Regions from separate parts of the Sus scrofa genome. Here all the other regions are linked to region 1. Evidence: chromatin contacts called from public Hi-C and HiChIP or PLAC-seq data. All regions are on one chromosome and are shown on one strand. Each heading gives the region's core, a stretch centred on a gene start, on an enhancer-like site or on the middle of the called end of the contact. The rest is flanking DNA. Distances are from core to core; before and after follow the strand shown. Region 1 overlaps LOC110261622 (a long non-coding RNA gene). Region 2 holds the start of ZFP36L1 (mRNA decay activator protein ZFP36L1). Region 3 has its middle 20 kb from the start of ZFP36L1. Region 4 overlaps RAD51B (DNA repair protein RAD51 homolog 2).

Region 1 (2,810 bases), core at 172-2,671:
GGGAGCTTATTGCCAAGATGACCTCACATAGAAATCTCTTTGCTTTCTTGAGACCACCTGGCAACTGAGCTACAAAAGGTAAAGAACCAAAAATTCATCAGATGTGTGTCTACAGGCAGAGCAGAGTGGGCTAATGCACAGAGTCCTAGCGTGCAAGTTATGAGACATCCACTGATTTTCTTCCATTCTCCCTGATTTGCTTTGATGGGGGCTGTCCATCTAACCTCACTTGTTTGGAAGGCTGTGGAATCACCCATGGTTTGAGACTGCCCTTCCCATCCATCCGGATAATTTGAGCGTAGTAACTCAGTCTGCAGTTAGCTTTCCATAGCCTCTGTTTGCCACTCCTCCAATTACACTGGGGTGGGGAGTCGGGGGTGGGGTGGGGGGTAGATGACTTAGTGAAGTATAAAGCAGGATGGGGAGTTCCCCATTGTGGCATAGCAGAAACGAATCCACCTAGGAACCATGAGGTTGTGGTTCGATTTCTGGCCTCGCTCCTTGGGTTAAGGATCTGGTGTTGCTGTGAGCTGTAGTGTAGGTCTCAGATGTGGCTCGGATCTGATGTTGCTGTAACTGTGTCAGGCTGGCAGCTGTAACTCCAATTAGACCCCTAGCCTGGGAACCTCTATAGGCTACACGTGTGGCCCTAAAAAGCAAAGAGCCAAAAAAAAAAAAAAAAAAAAAAAAGGCAGGATGGGGCCCTTTGCTCATCCCATCCCCCACCAAGTCCCTCCTACTCTCTCCTACTTGAGAGAGCTCTTCGATACCCTCTCTTCACACAGCAGAATGTTTAACAACTGCTATCTCTCTCTCTCTCTCTCTCTCTCTCTCTCTCTCTCTCTCAGAAATTCTAGTGCATAGATTGGATGAGTTGTATTCTCTGGTTCGTGACCCAATCTTATCTTTGTACCATGCACACTCCACTTCTATTTAGTTATTTTTAAAAAAATAAATAAACATCGTCCAGCCCACAACCCAAACAAAAGCCAGGGCCTTGACAATAACCAACATATCTTTCAGATCCCAAGTGACAGTAAACAGGAAAACGAAACAGCCAGTCACCCAGCATATACAAGACAGAAGAAACCAGTCTTTTTAAAAGGTTTTGCCAGCGCCCGAAGAAAGCGTCTATTCCAAATGCCTCAACTTTTACATGGCCCAAGTGTCTCATTAAATTCCGGTCATTTAAAATCTGGGTTCCCAACTGGTATGTCACTTTATTTTAATGATCTATGTATGCTTCCTATGGAAACATGGAAAATGACTATTTCTTTTTTTCAATTAAACATGTAACAGCCAGCAGATGAAAGCCAGTTTCTCTCTTTGCCTGCTCCGGGAGCGGCCCCGGAAGGGGTTAACCAAGGCCCCTAGGACCCGGGGTGGAAAACTCTCAGTAACCAGAGCGCGGCCGAGCCGCGGTGCGCATGCGCCCAAGCAGCGCCCCGCACGCCCGCCCGCGGCTCCCGGCTCCTGGCTGCCTGGTGCACAAAGAGCTGCTTTGTTCCCTCGGCTCTGTTTTAAATATCTGACGGCTATTCCCCCCATCCCTGCGCCAAATCCCCCGGCCTGGCTGCAGGCGCGGCACAAGGGCGCATTGTGGGGCCGAGCAAGGGGCGAAGGGGGCTGGGGCGGCCGCTCCGTTGGGGATGCTCCGATTTCTCCAAGTTGACTTAGCCATTTGGGTCACCTGGGCTGAGTCGTGGGGGTGGGTGCAGAGAAAGCGGGGGGCGAGGGGTTTCATCTCATCGTCTTCCCCCCCCCCGCCCAGTTCCAGACTTAAAGATTGGAACCTGGGGACCCTGGGAATGAGCAGAATCGTTTCCAAAGCAGGCTCGGGAGGAGGTACTGAGGTTTCAGCCAAGCACAGCCGGGGCGGGGCGCGGGGGAGAACGGCCCACCCGAGCCCCGGGGCTGTCAGGGGGCCGCGAACCCGCGAGGCCAGACGCTGGGTTTCTTATCACTGCATCGCTGTACATATTTAGAAAGTGCCGATCACTCAGACACTTTGAAAAGCGTGGCATTCCAGCGCAAACCAACCCGAACAAGGGGAAGGGGGGGCAGAATCTTTTCTTCCTCCAAGGTCAGGGCCCATAAGGCGCTGCAGAAAAAGGCATCACACTAGGCTTTCTGCACCCACAGCTTGCAGGCTCTCGAGGTGCCCTGCTCCGTTTTAGGAATAGCCTCGCGGTGTGGCCCCTCCCTCCCAAGGGTAGGTACTGATGGTTGGGATGGGGTTGGAACAAAAGTAGGCTTTCAGCTCTATGGAGAGCAGGCCCTGCCCCACCTCCACCCCTCCCTTGTCTAGCTGGCAATCCTGAAGACTACCAGGTAATTTTCCTTCCCAGCATCCAGCTCAGGTGTTTGTTTACCTGCAGAGAAGGAGGCGTTCTTGCACTCTGGGAGGTTTTCTAAAAGACAATCCCAAACCCCACCCCTCTCTATTTGCAGGGAAAAAACTCTGTCCCGGGTCTTGGAAATTTAAAGCAAAGCACAAAATGTGGGCCTTAGCAATTCTGTGCTCGCTCTTAAGTTTAATGGAAAGGAGGTTTTCCTATCCCAGCCTGTGACCAGAGCCCCCACCCCCCGGGGCAGGTGAAGGAGAAGGTACTGGCTTGGGAAGATTTGATTCCGAAGCAGAGGGCTTTGTTGTGTTGTTGTGGCTCTTCTGGGCCTGTCTGGTAGCCCTAAATCCTCCCTCGTGGTTTGTTGTAAATCTCAGGGTGGGACTCCTGTCGCCTCAGAGTCCTTCCGAGGATAGGTCCTATTTCCTGAGGTATCTTTTTGTAAGTCATGCTCTATCATGTCCA
Region 2 (2,810 bases), core at 226-2,725, 170 kb after region 1:
AAAGTAGCCTAGCAGCTTCCCTCTTTCAAATTGTGGAGGAGGCGAAAAAAATTTAAGTCATGGGCTTTTGTTGTGTACACTTAAGCCGCACTCCTGGAACACTCGGGATTTAAAACTTGCCTTTTTCCACACCGGCTGGCAAGCTACACGGCTTAAGGAGGCCCCTATTATATCCTTCCTCGCGGAGACCCTTGAACTCAAACAGGAGTTTCGTTGTCGGTACCCCCCCGCCCAATTCCCTCTACATCTACGAGTCGCGGTCCCTTGGGAAAAAAAAGGTGAGCGAGTCCCACGTTCGCCCAAAGTCTGCAGGAGATCGGCTATCACAGGAGGAAGCCTGGCCGAACTGTGGCGAGCTGAAGTCCCACTGCAAACTCGTTTTGCAACATCCTTTGAATCACAACTCTTGGCCTTTTTCTCGCAGATCCCCAGCCTCTCCAGAACAGAAGGGGACACATCCCAGCAAAACACTGTCCTGAGATTTACCTCTCCACCGGACCCCCACTTCCCGAGCCGCAGTCCGGCAATGTGGCTGGAGAGACTCGAACCCCCTCCCGGCAGCGGTGTCGCCCGGCAGCGGCGACACCCTGAGCGCTCACAGGGAAACCGAGCCCACTACCGAAACCGGGCTCAAAAGCAGCACGTTATGGACGAATGAATCACCGAAAAAAAGAAAAAAAAAAAAAACTGCCCCGGTCAATGCCCCGCGTCCCCCGGGCAGCCCCACGTAAACTTCGCCCCTCAAAACTCTGGACTCCAGATTCCCATGTAATCCCCGCCAGGAGCTGCTGAAATTCAAAGGATGGGAAGGAAAGCGCCAAATTCCTTCAAACTGGGGGGCGAAATGGGGCGGAAAAAACAACTACCTCGCCTCTCCTCGCTTTTTCCCAGTCTTCCCAGACCTAAACTTTGGGGGGTTCTTTTGGCAGACAAGAGAAAAAAGAAAAAGGCTTAGAAAAGTAAATGCTCCGCCCCACTTTACCTTGCATAAAACTTCGCTCAAGTCGAAGATGGTGGCAGACACAAGGGTGGTAGTCATCCTGGGCGCTCGCACGGGGCAGGGACGAGGATCTGGTTTGTTGTGAAGGTCCCGGTGCGGGGAAGGCTCTCCGGTCTGGAGTCCCACACGCCTGCTCCCGGCGCCCCTCGCCTTTCTGACTCTCCCCGGCTGCGGCGCGCGAAGCCCAATTTATATAAGTTTCAGATTTGGTGGGCCGGAGAAGAGGGAGGAGCTTTAAACTTATTTAAATGAGGAAGAGGAGGAAAAAAAGTTGATTGACACTGAAGTTGAATCAGCCATGCGGTCAAACTCGGGGGAAAAAAAAAAAGAAAGAAACTTTCAAAAGGAAGAAGGGGGAGGGGAGACGAGGAAAGAAGGCAAAGAAGAAAAAAAAAAAAACCCACTGCGAGCTGCGCACAACTTTTTTTCTTAAAGAGGAAAAGTTTCGACTCCGCTCGCTTGGCTACCCCTCGCTGCAGGCGCCCCTCTCTGGGGCGGTGCGCCGCGCGGGGGGAGGAGGGGAGCCCCCCCCTTTGTCAGCCTGCGAGCGCGGCTCTGTGACATCACTCATTCCACCCTCTTCGGGGTTCTTGTTGTTGTGTTGTTGTTTTTTTGTCGGGCAGGAAGGCGGGCTCGACTTTCTCTTTTTGCAAGCTGGAGCAGAAGCCCGTCCTTAGCGCCCGGGCTGCGGTTTCCATCTTGAGCAGATCTCCCTTGAAACTTCTCCAAGTACCCGCATAACTTACTCTTTCCCCGAGTTTTCTTTCGCACTCGGCTCCCCTCCGCAAACCCCACGGGGAGAGGAGATTGAAAATAAGAAGCTCACAAAGCGTTCAAGTTTAGGGTTTTGTTTTTTTTCAGGGGCGGGGATGGGGGTTGAGAGAGGAGGATTAGGAGACTTTTTTCCCCCCAGGAGGCCCTGGCCTGGCGGGGACGAGCACAGAGCGATTTAGCCCGCCGCACGCGTCTACACCCGCGATCGCTTTGCAGCGGACACCCTCCGAGAGTGGACTGGAGGGGTGGGGGGGGCGGGTTGTTAGCGAAAAGACCACGGCCCTGGCGGATTGTTTTAACAGGCTTGGGAGTGTATTTATTTCACACATCGATCTTTAAACGTTTTTGTAAAGAAAACCCGAATCCTCATGAGCGCCTCTTCTCCTCCTCGGAGGGAAAAAAAAAACCCACCCAGCAAGGCACAACTTTCCCCGCGCACTCTGAACCACGGGCCGCGCCGAAACTACCCCTACCAACACACATGCGCGCGCACACACACACACACGCACACACACACACACATACACCTAAACCACTGAACAAGGAAAAAAAAGTTGCTTTGGTAAAATAAAGGTAAAGAGATGGAGGAAGGCGACACTTTTAACTTATTGTTGCTTCTCCCCCGCCCCCAGGGGAACGGAACATATGGCTTGTCACAGTGAGCTGTTTTGGCGGGATGGGAGGAGGGGGGATATGGGATCCTCGAAACCGAAATGCCCCAATTGATTATTATGCTTTTGAAAACTGGGAAGTATATATTTATTTACTGTTAAGTTCAGATGCCCCTTCACCCACCCAAATAAAAAGTTGTCAACGTGTGCCCCACTGCCCACGGGTTGCTGGCGAGAAGACCGTGATGGAAATCTTGGGGCCGCATTTCTTTCCTATTTCCCCGCGTGCCCGGACGCCTCCTTGGCCCTCGCACGTTTCTTCCCAGCACTCGAGGCGGCCGGGTCTGTTATGAAACCCTGTGCGCTGAGTGGCTAAGAGCGGGTTCCATTGCGATGTAATTAGGTCACCCCATTATGAGCACGTT
Region 3 (2,810 bases), core at 187-2,686, 150 kb after region 1:
AGTACACGTATGCTGCATCTTCTTTCTCCAAAGCCACTCAGCTCTTTTCCACTCTCGCTACCTACACAGAATCACTGCCTTGGTTAAGTAGAGACACAATGTGCTGTCCCTCAGAAATAATTACTTTCTGACAGATAACCACGGGAAAGGACAAGGCTTAAGAGAAAGCATCAGTGGAGGAAATATTATAGGACAAAGATGTTCCCACACTTGACCCAGACAATTTCTGACTCCTACTACGTCTAAGACGGCAGAGTGCATACTTGTTTTGATTGTCCACCAGGACACAAGATGCCTCCAGGCATGGGTCATGTGGTAGATTATTTGTAAAATTGTCTGCAAATGTTCCTTTTCCTGTGCATATGACCTTTCAGCCCCTCCCATCAAGACGTAGAGTCTATTTCCCCACCCCTTTTATCTGGGCAGGACTGATGACTTGGTTTGGCCAACAGACTGGTGGAGGGTGGTGTTGTGCCAGTTCCAAGCCCAGGCCTCCAGAACACTAGCCTGCCTCTGCTCATTCTCTTGGAGAACTGCTGCCACCCTGAGAACAAGCCCCAGCTAGCCTGCTGGAGGATGAGAGACCCCACAGAACGGACAAGCTGTCTCAGCGAGGCCATCTTTGACCAGCCAGCGTTCAGCCCACCTGCCAGCTGGCCACAGACACATGAGTGAACCTGGCTGAGACCAGAACTACCTGGCTAAGCCCTACCCAATTTGAAAGCTAAATGAGGAGTTCCTTCTATGGCACAGTGGGTTAATGATCCAGTTTGTCTTTGTGGAGATGCCAGTTCGATCCCCAGCCCAGCGCATTGGTTAAGGATCCAACATTGCTGCAGCTGTGGTGTAGATCGCAGTTGCTGCTCAGATTTGATCCCTGGCCCCAGAACATCCATATGCAAAGGATGTGGCAAGAAAGAAAGAAGGAAGGAAAGAAAAGAAAGAAAGAAAGAAAGAAAGAAAGAAAGAAAGAAAGAAAGAAAGAAAGAAAGAAAGAAAGAAAGGAAGGAAGGAAGGAAGGAAGGAAGGAAGGAAGGAAGGAAGGAAGGAAGAAAAGGAAAGAAAGGGAAATCGTCATTATTTCAAGCCACTAATTTTGGAGAATTCTGTTATGTAGCAAAAGCTAATTGAGATTGGACAGGCTTGGTACCTCTGCAAAGCACCCTGGCCTCCAGACACGATGCTCAGCCTATAGGGCTAGAAGAGAGTCCGCAGATGCAGTTGGTGCCCCACCCACATCCCCTCACCCTTACCATTTCAGTGCCTATCTGTCCAAAAACCAGTTGCCAGCATCTGTATCTCTGCCTGGGGGCTGTCCCTGGCCACCAGAGCCTATCTTCCCACTCTCACAGCAGGCAGGAGTGCCAAGCAGCCGTCAACCCATCACTGAGAGCTGGGTATGTGAACGCTCCAGCTGCCTTGTCCCCTGGGTATGCTATCTCTGTGTCCTTTACTAGATCGTCCCAGAAAGATCAAGGTCCTGCTACCCTGGGGATAACCAACTGGATAACAAACCTTTATGGGCTGCCTTGCCTTCTCTAACTCACTTCCCCCACTTCCCTATTGGTGCTTCCTGGGATCACCGCTCAGATAAACTACTTATTTCAAATCCTTATCTCAGGGTTTGCTTCTAAGCAACTAGATTCCTGGGCACCGAGATGGGGCTTCCACCCAGAACCATTACTCTCACCAGTCCCTGACTTCCACATTCCCCTCCTTCTTCCACTCCGGCCAGGGAGCCAGCTGCATAGACACTGCCCACTACCCCACCCCACTGTCCATGAGCACAGATACCCCCAGGCAGCCCCTCACAAGGCTTCAATGGCTTGAAGGACCACTTCCTCCACCATCTGACTTTAGCAACAGGTGTTGCTTTTTTTTTTCCTTCTCTCTCCAGTCCGCCAACTGTCTCATCTCATGGTCTGGAGGGTGAAGGCAGTGGAGGAGGAAAGACTTAGAGGAGACCCAGACTTGGAACAAAAAGGTATGGAGCAAACCAGGCTGTCCCTTCTTGTCTCTCTAATCAGATCTGAGCCCCCAACAGGATGCTGAATTCAGGGGAACAAGTTCTGTAAACACAGTCCCATCCCCCAGGGCTCAGGGGCCATCTGCCCAGAACATTCATTCAAAGATATTTACCAGGTGCCTGTTAGGTGCCAAGTACTGCTCTGGGTGCTAGGAAACAGCACAAACACACGCACACAACATATATCTATCCTCCCAAGCCAGGAGCATCTGTCTTAGAAGCTCACAGAACAGAGGAAGTGGGAATGTGTTCTGGGATAAGGCAGATCGGTATTCAAATCCTGTCTCCACCTGAAAGTAGCTGTGTGACCTTGGACATGTAGGTTAACCTCTCTGGGTCCGTTTCCTAGTCTGTGAGGTAGAGATAAATAGCAGTACCTATATTGCAGTGTTGTCGGCAAGGTTGACACATGTATAAACCCTTAATAAACCTTAGCTATTAGGACTAAATTTCTTAAGGTGGTGCCTCTGAGTTAAACAAGGTGCTTTGTTTCCCACAAACTCCACTGACACAGGGCCCAGCAAGAATGTGCATGAGAAAGGTCGGATGGGCTAATTTCCCTCAACACAGCGGCTGTTTGTTTGCATGTTCTTCACTTCTATGAAGCATAGGCTTTTTTCTTATTGCTTAAAAACATATATATACAGCCTTCTCGGGCTTTTATTTTTCTTATTCTTGATAGAAATATGAGCATAGAGAGGAGTTCCCTTGTGGCTCAGTGGGTTAAGGACCTGGCATTGTCACTACTATGGCTCTGGTTAGAGCTGCGGTGTGGGTTCGATCC
Region 4 (2,810 bases), core at 199-2,698, 130 kb before region 1:
GCTTATGATAATTTGTTGTAGCAGCCCCAGGAGACAGATACAGACTTGTTGCACAGAGAGAGGTGGGGGGACTGGAGGGTGGGAGGATCTGGTGGTCTCGAAAACCAAGTTCATTCCTGGATCTGCTGCTGGTGTCCCAGGTGAACTTCCTTAACTTTGCGCTGTGGGTCTCTTTCCTCCAGTGTCCCTCACATGCTTGATCCTCCTGGCTGAGAGCAGGGCTCACGGCTCACTCAAGGCGGCTACTCAGAGTCTGGGGTCAGATCAGACACTCCCGCCTATTTTATTTTATTTTATTTTATTTTATTTTATTTTATTTTATTTTGTCCTTTCTATGGCTGCACCCGTGGCACATGAAGGTTCTCAGGCTAGGGGTCTTATCAGAGCTGTAGATGCTGGCCTACGCCACAGCCACAGCCACAGCAACACAGGATCCGAGCTGCGTCTGTGACCTACACCACAGCTCACGGCAATGCCGGATCCTTAACCCACTGAGCAAGGCCAGGGATGGAACCCGCAACCTCCTGGGTCCTAGTCGGACTTGTTAACCACTGCGCCACGACGGAAACTCCTCCCCCCTGTTTTAAACGGTGGGACTAGTAATGACCTCACTACTTCTAGAAGGTTTAATACATACTAGATGTGTTTATGGACATTATCTCCCTTGATCCTCAGAATAATCCTACAAGGTTAGTACTCACATCCCCATTCCACAGATGAGGAGGCTGAGGTTCCGAGAGGTCCTGTAGCCTGTTCAAGGTCATTCAGCCAATGAGCCCAGGTCTATCTTTACTCAATCCACAGAATTACAGAAGGTTCAAGCCTCACAAAGATGGTGGACCCAGAGTCCCACAGCATCCCACAGCGCCTGGCTGGATGGCAAAAGTGGATTTTTGTATATTAGCAGCACTGCCACTAAAGTTGGATGACAGATTAACTGAGATTAAAGTTGCTGAGAGGACCAGGTTAGACCCTGCTCACAGCAGAGGGACAGCAAAACATCCAACTTCTGGGGAAATCTAGTCACAACTGAGACCCATCTCGGCCCCAAGGCCCCAAGGCCCCAAGCCTTTCTCCTCTCTCCCCAAGTTGGAGGGGTAGGCAAAACTCCTAACCAAGTGGCTTCCGCCGAGTGAGAATCCTGGACAGTCCACACACAGAGGACACATCCACAGAGCTCCCTCCCCCCAACCACAGCCAGGACCAAGAAGAGAGGAAACAGACCAAGAGAAGGGCTCCAGAAAGGCCTGTCCTAAGCAGGCTGGCTAGACTTGGGCGGGCTCTCCATGCCGGGAGTCCCCCTGCCTTTCACAGAGTCCCCATCAGAGTTTTAGGAGATCTGGGCTGATCCCCCCCCGCTGGCTGTGGCTTAGGCCAGGCCTGGCTAACGTGGCCGCTGCTTCCTCATCCTTCCAGTGCTCTGTATTGGAGGGAGAGCTGGGGCAGAGATGACCCCGGGGCCTGCCAGACTTCCTCCCACGCAGACCTCTGTGTGAGATAAAGGCAGGCAAGGCCGAGCCCCAGGACAGCCGCATAATAAATTCCCTCTGGCCCTCCCGGGCTCATTGTTCTAGTGCAGGAGTTGTTTTGAGTACGATCAAAAGGAAGGAAGAGCACTGTGCTATCAGGCTGGGGAAGAAGGATGCTCTCCTGACCGCTCCTGTTGCCCTTGGCCACCCTCATGTTAAATATGAGGAAACCGAAGGGCCATGTGCAGCCTAACCCCAACCGCGTGGCCAGGCGCATGGCCCTCTGGTGAGGCAGGGCTCCATCTGAAACATGCTGACACCCGTCGTGGTCGCCAGCCCTGGTCCTTTCACTCAGGCCGGAGCACAAGGTTGGAAGCAGTGTGGGGTGGGAGCCGGAAGTGGACTCTGGAGTGGCTGCCTTAGCTGTTGTTTACCCCCCAGGCTGAGAACTGAGGCGGTAAGGGCACAACACTTGGAAAGAATAGGCCACAAAAGGAACTTCCCGACTTTGGCTGGCTTGGTGCCTAGGGCTCAAGACAGTGAATAGCTCAAGTTCTCTGTGAACAGCTCAACTTCGGGTCCGTGGCCTTTTTCCTATGCTCTGCCCAGGTTCATGGGGCGGTGTGTGCCTTCAGGCCCCCCAGCCGGATTCCTGCCGGGAACTGGAGCAGAAAGCATGGCCTTCCTGCAGCTCCAACCGCAGAGGCAGGCAGGGAGGCGCTGAGGGTTCCTCCTCTCCGATGCACAGGCTCAGAGAGTCCTTGGCCTCTCAGACGCCTGCCCTGCCCAGTGCCCAGAGTCTGATTTGCCAGGTGCCCAGCTGTCGTGGCCTGGTCACCTTTGTCTGGGCTGGAGGCCATGTCTGAGCCATCAAAGGCGCCTCCATGGAAGAGGATGTCAATGTGCTTCCTCAACCAGAAAGGTGGTTTGAGCCCGGCCACAGCAGCCCAGGCAAACAAGCAGAAGCCTGTCAATGGAGAGACGGGGGCTGCTGGGAGATCAGACGACAACAAAATGAGAACCATTATCAGTCTCGTCCCAGCCCGAAGGAGGGAGAGCCTTTGAAGCCACAGACAGGCTGAACAGAACTTTCCACCTGAGAGACGCTGGAGATGGGAGGTCAGGCTGCACGCAGCCCCCACAAAACCTGATCAAAGCCTGCTGCAGAAGGGCGGGGGCCCACAGCTGCAGCCCCGCTCCCCCGACGGGCCCCCCCAGGGCTTTCTGCAGACAACGGGGCTGCCTCTGCAGGGGCCTGTGGGAAAACCCAGCGCAGATGCGCTGTGCAGCCAAACCCCCAAGCAGCACTGCTGGGAGAGGGGAATGCGAAACCCCTCAGTG

What was found. Hi-C and Micro-C count contacts between places; a contact is called where the count stands out from the background. HiChIP or PLAC-seq counts read pairs in DNA pulled down with a chosen protein or histone mark.
Region 2: a contact with region 1 is called in an H3K27ac HiChIP or PLAC-seq map of skeletal muscle. The contact joins the promoter of ZFP36L1 here to the enhancer-like site in region 1. A contact is called at or near these places in 3 of 5 promoter capture datasets (fetal skeletal muscle and liver), 5 of 47 Hi-C or Micro-C datasets (alveolar macrophages, brain, embryonic fibroblasts and 2 more) and 2 of 2 datasets of contacts at active chromatin or transcription factors (alveolar macrophages and skeletal muscle).
Region 3: a contact with region 1 is called in a Hi-C map of heart right ventricle, with 2.6 times the contacts expected there. The contact joins two enhancer-like sites. A contact is called at or near these places in 3 of 47 Hi-C or Micro-C datasets (alveolar macrophages, embryonic fibroblasts and heart right ventricle) and 1 of 2 datasets of contacts at active chromatin or transcription factors (skeletal muscle).
Region 4: a Hi-C map of liver shows a contact between it and region 1, with 6 times the contacts expected there. The contact joins two enhancer-like sites. A contact is called at or near these places in 1 of 47 Hi-C or Micro-C datasets (liver) and 1 of 2 datasets of contacts at active chromatin or transcription factors (skeletal muscle).

Annotation. Positions count from the first base shown.
Region 1 is chr7:92,324,285-92,327,094 of Sscrofa11.1, forward strand. It overlaps LOC110261622 (a long non-coding RNA gene), which reads left to right. Exons shown (of 3, transcript XR_002345985.1): 1 at 1-78; 2 at 1,024-2,212. Among named protein-coding and RNA genes, the nearest start is that of ZFP36L1, 170 kb to the right of the region's middle. Within about 2 kb of position 1,422, at least 53 of the 83 cell types and tissues checked have an H3K27ac peak or open chromatin away from gene starts, as enhancers often do. A contact at or near this core is called in brain, fetal skeletal muscle, liver and 1 more, where this site is marked.
Region 2 is chr7:92,494,389-92,497,198 of Sscrofa11.1, forward strand. It overlaps ZFP36L1 (mRNA decay activator protein ZFP36L1), which reads right to left and starts at 1,476. Exons shown (of 2, transcript XM_013989124.2): 1 at 983-1,476. The coding sequence starts at 1,039.
Region 3 is chr7:92,474,210-92,477,019 of Sscrofa11.1, forward strand. No RefSeq gene overlaps it. Among named protein-coding and RNA genes, the nearest start is that of ZFP36L1, 20 kb to the right of the region's middle. Within about 2 kb of position 1,437, at least 3 of the 83 cell types and tissues checked have an H3K27ac peak or open chromatin away from gene starts, as enhancers often do.
Region 4 is chr7:92,194,808-92,197,617 of Sscrofa11.1, forward strand. The region is part of intron 11 of RAD51B (DNA repair protein RAD51 homolog 2); the gene reads left to right. Among named protein-coding and RNA genes, the nearest start is that of ZFP36L1, 300 kb to the right of the region's middle. Within about 2 kb of position 1,449, at least 31 of the 83 cell types and tissues checked have an H3K27ac peak or open chromatin away from gene starts, as enhancers often do. A contact at or near this core is called in liver and skeletal muscle, where this site is marked.